Regions from separate parts of the Salmo salar genome. Here region 1 is linked to region 2. A link is a contact called in public Hi-C data. All regions are on one chromosome and are shown on one strand. Each heading gives the region's core, a stretch centred on a gene start, on an enhancer-like site or on the middle of the called end of the contact. The rest is flanking DNA. Distances are from core to core; before and after follow the strand shown. Region 1 holds the start of rbm48 (RNA binding motif protein 48). Region 2 holds the start of LOC106570443 (chloride channel CLIC-like protein 1).

Region 1 (4,537 bases), core at 92-2,591, 300 kb before region 2:
CCAGAAGAGGATGGAACGCTGCTTACACTGGGTGCCAGCTGCTGTTTAATATTTATGGCATTATGCAATGACCCCATTTTGTCCTCTGTTGGAATAGTCCTGCATTGGTTTGCCTGATAACTATACGACCGATCATAAGGTGGGGCATGTCTGTAAGGAAGAAACTCCTGTGGGGGTAAAGGCAATAAGGGAAATCCTAAATAATGGCCTTGGCTGGTACTCGAAGTCTCTCCCTTATTGCTGGTATCACTGGATCTCTGATCATCACCTGAGGAAGTCCTGGCTGTGGTAGCAACTGTATATGAAGACATGGGCTTTTTGCTCTCTTCATCCCCCTGGTCCTGTTCCTGTTCCTTTGCTTCTCAACCAACAAAGAATAATCATACATGTCAACTAACTACATCATAATAATCATTCTTACATTGGGAATGACATACCTGAGATAGTTCTGATAATATTCTACTAGCACAACATCTGTACCTTTATTTTGAGTCATCGTGTTCACATATCGTCTCCTGTCTTGCAGCTTTAGTCTGGTGTCCTCCACCGTCTCATACTCTGGGGCATAACACACATGTAGTAAACCTCCAAAGAAACTCTTCTCATCCATGTGCCGTTTGGCCGCCCTGAAACACAATTACTTTAAAGTGTAACTGGCTGAGACAGGTGGTCTACCAGCTTGTGTACAACTAGGCTAGATAAAACTAGGGCCTGAAGTTTTTCCTGATCAGGTTACATGATGGTCAGGGGAAATACCTGTCCCTGTCTATCTCATCCTAACCTATAAAACCTGTCCTAACCTTGCACTGGTGAGTTTCTGGAACTTGACGAGGTAGACCTCTGTGAATTGCTCTGCAGGGTACTCATCCAGCACCCTGTACTCATCCACAGCCCCGTACAGCGCAGAGAGCTCGATCAGTTCTGTCATCACCCCGATGGCTGGGACTCCTTGCAACATCAGGTAACGAGACTCCAAGTTGATGGTGTACACCTACATGGGCAATATTGCACGGGTTAGAAATACAATAAATTGTATCTATCAATCAACCAAATACATTCGATTTCTAGCTAGCTAATTCGCTAGCTCATTTGGCCAAGTATTGAGCATGGATACAGCATTTCGCTGAAGGAAACGATATTCCTACCTTAACTGCTTTAGGTCTCCTCCCTTCTCTATACTTCGGTCGTGAGGGGCAAATCTTTTGCTGCTCATGATGTTTATAAACCTCTGGAGTGCTCCAACATGAGCTGTTGGTAAATCCTGCCATGTTTGCGAATTACAACAAAACCAAACCGGAAGTAGTTTCCCAGACGACAATAATCGGATCTGAGCTCATCGATGTCTCTGTGAAAAACAAAAAAGCAGGTCAGCTACTTTTGCCTGCCAGACATAGCACCGAATGCATCGATTCCCAAGAGTACATTCACGTCGCTTAGCTAGCTAGCTACTAACAGTATATTTCCATGCTCTGAAAAGGGGAATTTTGATCATATTGCAAACATATTTAGTTATGTTGGGCAATCATGGCATCCAACCTGTCACTCTGATTTTCCACAACACGAAGAACTGTTTTCTTCACCTTCCTTCAAACTTGTTAAAACAGCTCTCTCTCCATGACGTAAGCTATAAACTAGCTAGCTAGCTAACAGCTAGTTAGTGTTGTCTTTTTAGTTGTGTCAAGTAATAACTATGCCAAACTATCAGCAAACTACCGGTAGATAACTTGCACTTGTAACCATTGCATGCCATTTCTTCTGGTCTGATCTGTAGTATGACATTTTCCCAACGTTTTTTCATGCAATTAGCTATATTCTGTGTTATAAAGAACCAGGCCCTGGAGCTGTCCTGGGGTCATGATGCCCGTGTGTTCCTCAGCTGGACCAGAAGCAGAAGCCCTGCCAACCAGGAGGACCATAAAGTAGCGCTGAGCAGGCAACTGGGAGAGAAGCTTGGACTCAGAGATGGAGAGCAGGTAATAATGTCCCATTCACTAATTATCTTCTTGCCCATTCCCCAAACTCATCATGCCTTGATAACCCCACATTTCCTGATTACTAACTCATGTTGGATGGTTTCAGGGCTTCTTGCGGTCGTGCCAGCAGGTCCTGTCTGTACAGCAGGTGTTTGTGGAACCACTCTCCTCTGACGACTGGGAAATCCTGGTGAGAACCTATAGAGAGGCTTTTGTACAGTATTGTGCAATAGGCAAGCTCACCCATCAGAAACAATTAGTACCGTATGGTTTTAGTATAGCCTGGGAGTGTTGCCTGTGGGTTTCTTATTCATTCAACTATTTTGTCGTTGTTATGCAACAGACAGCTACCCAGGCTAGTTTTGATCCTTTGCTGTCAGAGCAAATTCAACATTGAAGAGCAACTGTCAATATGGTTCGTAAATGTACAGTCTGGGATGGGCAAATATTTAACCATGTCTTGTCCTCAGGAGCTCCACAGTGCAGCGCTGGAGCAGCAGCTCCTGGATCAGATTAGAGTGGTGTTTCCTGATGCAGTGTTTCCTGTGTGGGTGGACCAGAGAACAGTCATCTACATCAGAATCGGTCAGCACTGATTTTCACTTTTTACATTTTCTCAACATCTAACAGATATGAAATCACCAGCTCCTATGTTATGACCAAAGAAACAGTTGATCAGAGGAGGCTGGTTGGGGGAGCTATAGGAGGACGACAAGCTCATTGTAATGTCTGGAATGTAATTTATGGAATGGTATCAAACATATGGAAACCACATGTTTGACTCCATTCCATTTACTCCATTCCAGCCAATACAATGAGCCCGTCCTCCTATAGCTCTTCCCACCAGCCTCATCTGCAGTTCATGTAATACTATCGTTCATACTCTTCTTCTTCTGCAGCTTCACTCACCCCAACTGTACCGTACGGTCGATTAGAGCAGTTCACAGAGCTACACGTCTCTCCTAAAATCCGTGCTGGAAGTGAGGACCTCTCCTGCGCTCCTTTTGGATCATCCTTATCCAATCAGAACCAGCCCCTCCACAGGCAGCCGAACTTTGACCTCTCACCCTCCTCCAGGTCCTCTCAGGAGTTCAGCGTTCAGGAGACTGGACTTCCTGTAGAACAACGTCCTAACACTGCTGCCCTCCAGAGCCCCCAGCAGTGGGGTGGGATTGCAGACGTAAAGAGCCTGGTCAGGTACATGCTAACAGGGAACTATGACCCTGTGAGAGAGACTCCCCCCATCCCCACCATCCCTGCCCTCCTCAGTGACTCAGTCTTCAGAGTGTGCAGAGCACCGCTCGTGTCTCCTGGCCCTCTGAGTGCCACCCATGGGGTTGTCCACATCCTGCCCTGGGGCCAGCAGATGGGAGGTAATATCAATGGAGGCCAGCCAGCTGTGACGTACGGCCTACTGTCCAAGGTCCTCTCTCCCAAGGAGGTGAGAGAGAGGGCTAAGCAGGCCATGGAAAAGAAGAAGAGTGGCGGTGCTGGGGGTGCTCCCCAGCCCGGTGGTGCTGGTGGGGCAGGAGACAGGGAGGAAAAAGAGGATGCCACTGTAGTCAAGGTGGTGTGTCACCTTACAGAGGGGCTGAAAGGGAAGCAGGTGTCATCTAGAGAGAGAGAGCTCCACAGTGGAAAGGTCTGGGTGAGTACATGTACTTAAGCCATGGTCTAAACTCAAGTTAGGCACGATGTAGGCCTAATCAAATGACCCATTCTCAATCGTTCTACCCATGGTTTCCAGGTTTCTCAGCTCTAACTTATTCATATTGAGGCTCATATGTATCCATGCCTCATACAGTTGTTTTTCTCAGATCCCACAATCCCTGGAAACTAGTCTTCATATCAATCCACACTCATCAGTGAGAATCAAGCCAATCAAGTCAACTCCTAAAGTAGCCACCAGTATCCACCTGCAGCCTTTAAAACCACTGGTAACATTTATTTTTACATCATGTTATATCTCCAGAACTTTGACATATTGGTACGTTTGGTATATGTAATTCTATGGATTCTACTGTTCTATTCAGCCTAATCTTGTACTTTCCGTGTTGCTGTTTGACCCCTGGCCTGATGTCCTCCTAGCTTGCAGCAGTGAGTGAGGTGGAGATTCAGACTGCCTTCCTGGGTTGGCTGCACACCCAGAGCCACGAACCACTAGCCTGTCTGACCGGCCGCTGCAACACCATCCTCCTACCTGCCACTGAAGGTACACATAGGTTGCATCACAAATGGCACCCTGTACCCTTTATAGTGCACTATAAAAATCAAATCCAAGTTTATTGGTCATTTGGCAGATGCTATAGCGGCTGCAGTAAAATGTTTGTGTTACTAGCTTCTAACTGTGCAGTAAAATGTCAAACAAATACAGTGCTTTCAGAAAGTGTTCACACCCCTTGACCTTTTTCACATTTTGTAGTGTTATAGTCGGAATTTAAGTGGTTTAATTTAGATTATGTGTCGCTGATCTTCACACAATACCCCATAATGTCAAAGTGGAAATTTGTTTGTTGAACTTTTTTGAAATTAATACAAAATTAAAAGCTGAAATGTCTTGTCAG
Region 2 (4,577 bases), core at 1,559-4,058:
CTTCAGTTTTTCGTCAAAAAAGCTAAAAATGTTCACGTCTCAATGTAATCAAAGTATGAAATTATTATATCTGAAAATAACAATCTCGTTTTGGGCTTAGTTGTGGTCAATTTGCAGAGTACAAATTATTATAAATATTTTCCAGCCCCCACGACCATTCACTCCGAACAAAAATAGGCCATGCGGCTGAATCTAGTTGTCTAACCCTAGCTTGGAGGATTTCTCCAGAAATAAAATGTTTATTTCGCTCTCTAACTACTGTATAATGCAGTCATCACTGTGTGAAATAGAAAGTTGGGGTAGTCTTTCAAAAATCATGCTAACCACCATTATTGAACACGGAATGAGTCCATGCATTTACATTTACAACGTCATTTAGCAGACGCTCTTATCCAGAGCGACTTACAAATTGATGCATTCACCTTAAGATATCCAGTGAAGGATTACTTTATCCTATCCCAGGTATTCCTTAAAGAGGTGGGGTTTCAGGTGTCTACGGAAGGTGGTGATTGACTCCGCTGTCCTGGCGTCGTGAGGGAGCTTGTTCCACCATTGGGGTGCCAGAGCAGCGAACAGTTTTGACTGGGCTGAGCGGGAACTGTGCTTCCGCAGAGGTAGGGGGGCCAGCAGGCCAGAGGTGGATGAACGCAGTGCCCTTGTTTGGGTGTAGGGCCTGATCAGAGCCTGAAGGTACGGAGGTGCCGTTCCCCTCACAGCTCCATAGGCAAGCACCATGGTCTTGTAGCAGAACAATGCAACTTATTATGCGATTTGTTAAAGCACATTTTTACTCCTGAATGTATTTATGCTTACCGTAACAAAGGGGTTGAATACTTATTGACCTAAGATATTTGTTATTATTTATACATTTCAAAAATGTTTCGAGAAAACAAAATTCCACTTTGACGTTATGGGGTATTGTTTGTAGATCAGTGACACAAAATCTCAATGTAATCCATTTTAAATGCAGGCTGTAACACAACAAAATGTGGAAAAAGTCAAAAGGTTTGAATACTTTCTGACTGAACTGTGTCTGTAAAGTGATTCGGTCAGGCAGTGAAATTCAAACACAGATTCAGCCACAAAGAACAGAGAGGTTTTCTTGTCCTGAATTCAAAGAAATGTTTGAGGCAAATCCAACACAACACATTTCTGGGTACCACTCTCCATATTTTCAAGCACAGTAGTGGCTGCCTCATGTTATGAGTATGCTTGTAATTGTTAAGGACTGGTGAATTTTTCAGGATAAATAAAGGAACGGAATGGAGCTAAGCACAGGCAAAATCCTAGAGGAAAAACCTGGTTCAGTCTGCTTTTCACCAGACACTGGGAGATGAATTCACCTTCCTGCAGGACAATGACCAAAACACAGGGCAAATCTACACTGGAGTTGCTTACCAAGAAGACAGTGAATGTTCCTGAGTGGCCGAGTTACAGTTTTAACTTAAATCCACTTGAAAATCTTTGGCAAGACCTGAAAATGATTGTCTGGCATTGATCAACAACCAAGAATTTTGAAAATAATAATGGAAGATGTTGAACAATCCAGGTATGTAAAGTTCTTAAAGACTTACCCAGAAAGACTCACAGCTGTAATTACTGCCAAAGGGGATTCTACAAAGTATTGACTCAGGAGTAGGAATACTTATGTAAATAGATATTTCAGTTTTTCATATTCAATACATTTGCAAAAATTTCAAAAAACATGTTTTCACTTTGTCTTTATGGGGTATTGAGTTGTATTTATTTTACCTTTATTTTACCAGGTAGGCTAGTTGAGAACAAGTTCTCATTTACAACTGCGACCTGGCCAAGATAAAGCAAATCAGTGAGACACAAACAACAACACAGAGTTACACATGGAATAAACAAACATACAGTCTATGTACAGTGTGTGCAAATGAGGTAGGATAAGGGAGTTAAGGCAATAAATAGGCCATAGTGACAAAATAATTACAATATAGCAATTAAACACTGGAGTGATAGATGTGCAGAAGATGAGTGTGCAAGTAGAGATACTAGGGTGCAAAGGAGCAAAATAAATAAAATAAAAAAATAACAGTATGGGGATGAGGTAGTTGGATGGGCTATTTACAGATGATCTAGTTGGATGGGCTATTTACAGTGATCTGTGAGCTGCTCTGACAGCTGGTGCTTAAAGTTAGTGAGGGAGATATGAGTCTCCAGCTTCAGTGATTTTTGCAGTTCGTTCCAATTATTGGCAGCAGAGAACTGGAAGGCCGGCCCAGAGGGCTCACCGGCTCAGGACGGCTAACAGACAGCCATTGGCATTAAGATGGCACGGCACAGTCACTGCCAGCTGGGTCTCACTGTCACCTCATTGAAGCTGTCTGCTATTGGAATTGATGTATGCAAACACACAGGATAGGAACATCAACACATTCAACATTTTGTATGCAACAAAGCAGACCTGGTGACGGATAACTCAGATGCAGTATGTGGTTACAAAATTCATTACGTTGTTTCAAGCCCAAAATTGATACCAATGACATCGGCTCTAAAAAATAGACACGAAAAGAACAATACAAAAACGGAACAAATAAACCCAGATACAGTATTTCCTTGTCTAAAGGTACAACTTGAACTGAATTGCACTGAGTTACTCTGCCACCTAGTGTCACTATATGATCATTACATCAACAAATGTGAACGAGGGGATTTAGCAATTTAACCTTAATTTAACTAAGCAAGTTAGTAAAGAACAAATTCTTATTTACAATGACGGCCTACGCCGGCCAAAACCGGACGACGCTGGGCCGCCCTATGGGACTCCCAATCACGGCTGGATTCGAACCAGGGACTGTAGTGGCGCCTCTTGCAATGCGAAGCCTCCATGAAAAACTTCAGTGCTGCCAACTCTCCAGCATTTGGACCTCCTCACACTTGAGCAAGGCAGTTAACCCCCAACAACTTGTTCCAGGCTCGCCGATGACGTGGCGTCGATTAAGGCAGCCCCACACACCTCTCTGGTTCAAAGGGGTTGGGTTAAATGCGGAAGACTGTTTTCGAGGGCTGAGGGTCTTACGTTGCAAACTTTCCTTGCTTGGCTAATAATTTGGCCCGCTCTCCAAGATGGCGACGGGGATTACCCCAAGGGCATAAGGCGAGGGTAAGTGGACGAGGGTGTTTCTTTTAAGTGTGTGGAACGCAGCCCTTGTAAACTAACATGGCTACCTGACATGAGTGCTAGCTACAGTTACTTTATTTTTTTATTTATTTTTTTAGTATATTTTTTTTTTTGCACAAATCTTTATTTAACTTGCTGTAAATAACAGTAACATGCAAAACATAACTAGTTTTATAGTTTGGTCATTTATTCCAATAAATTTCAGAATTCCCCAAAATATGTTTCTGAATTTAGCTACGTTTTTATAGGCTCCTCACTACGAGACTAAGCCAATTTGCCAATGCTAAAATCAATGTCTTTATATATATATTTCGGACATGCTGAAAATGCAGCATTGTTGATCAAATTTCACCCTTTGCGACCAACAGAGTTTGACATGTGACAACAGTTTGCATTGAATTGTGGGTCATATCAACCTCGCAAGTGGCCAAGGTTCTTCACTTGCTAAATCGAGGGCGGTGGGGTCAACGTTTGAATTTGACCTCCACTTAAGATGACAATCAAACTGCATCCGGTTTCAACTGGGATTCACCCGAGGGAAAGTGGTTAGCGTTAGGGTTGAGGGGGTAAAAAAATAACTTGTTTGGACTGTATCCCATTACCCTTCCCTCTTATTTCTATTGCGTTGAAAGAAATACTTATACTGAACCAAAATAGAAATGCAACATGTAAAGTGTTGGTCCCATGTTTCATGAGCTGAAATAAAAGATCCCAGAAATGTTCCATAGCCACAAAAAGCTTATTTCTCTCAAATGTTGTGCACAAATTTGTTTACATCCCTGTTAGTGAGCATTTCTCCTTTGCCAAGATAATCCAGCTGCCTGACAGGTCTGGCATATCAAGAAACTGATTAAACCGCATGATCATTACACAGGTGCACCTTGTGCTGTCAAGTTTTGAGGGAGCGTGCAATTGGCATGCTGACTGCACGACTGTCCACCAGAGCTGTTGCCAGATCATTTAATGTTCATTTCTCTACCATAAGCCACCTCCAACGCAGCAGACCACATGTAACCACACCAGCCCAGGACCTTCACATCCGGCTTCTTCACCTGCGGGATCGTCTGAGACCAGCCACCCGGACAGCTGATGAAACTGAGGAGTATTTATATCTGTAATAGAGCCCTTTTGTGGGGAAAAACTGATTGGCTGGGCTTTGCTCCACAGTGAGTGGGCCGATGCCCTCCCAGGCCCACCCATGGCTGCGTCGTAGCCCAGTCATGTGAAATCAATAGATCAGAGCCTAATTTATTTCAATTGACTGATTTCCTTATATGAACAGTAAAATCGTTGAAATTGTTGCATGTTGCGTTTATATTTTTTGTTCAGTATATTTTATTTTCTAATTAATAGAGGGGAAATTCAGTGCGTTAACTATTCAACTTTACCTCCAAATTATTTTGAAATAAGAGCATATGCGCCTGAAATT

What was found. A called contact is a pair of places that touch in the nucleus more often than the background predicts.
Region 1: a Hi-C map of gill shows a contact between it and region 2, with 4 times the contacts expected there. The contact joins the promoter of rbm48 here to the promoter of LOC106570443 in region 2. A contact is called at or near these places in 2 of 3 Hi-C or Micro-C datasets (gill and muscle).

The regions. Positions count from the first base shown.
Region 1 is chrssa14:83,532,813-83,537,349 of Ssal_v3.1, reverse strand. It overlaps rbm48 (RNA binding motif protein 48), which reads right to left and starts at 1,341. Exons shown (of 4, transcript XM_014142771.2): 1 at 1,146-1,341; 2 at 801-991; 3 at 481-626. The coding sequence starts at 1,268. It overlaps LOC106570437 (peroxisome biogenesis factor 1), which reads left to right and starts at 1,365. Exons shown (of 25, transcript XM_014142767.2): 1 at 1,365-1,619; 2 at 1,827-1,973; 3 at 2,080-2,163; 4 at 2,444-2,558; 5 at 2,873-3,621; 6 at 3,791-3,910; 7 at 4,062-4,185. The coding sequence starts at 1,512.
Region 2 is chrssa14:83,234,840-83,239,416 of Ssal_v3.1, reverse strand. LOC106570443 (chloride channel CLIC-like protein 1) reads left to right here and starts at 2,808. Exons shown (of 10, transcript XM_014142786.2): 1 at 2,808-3,130.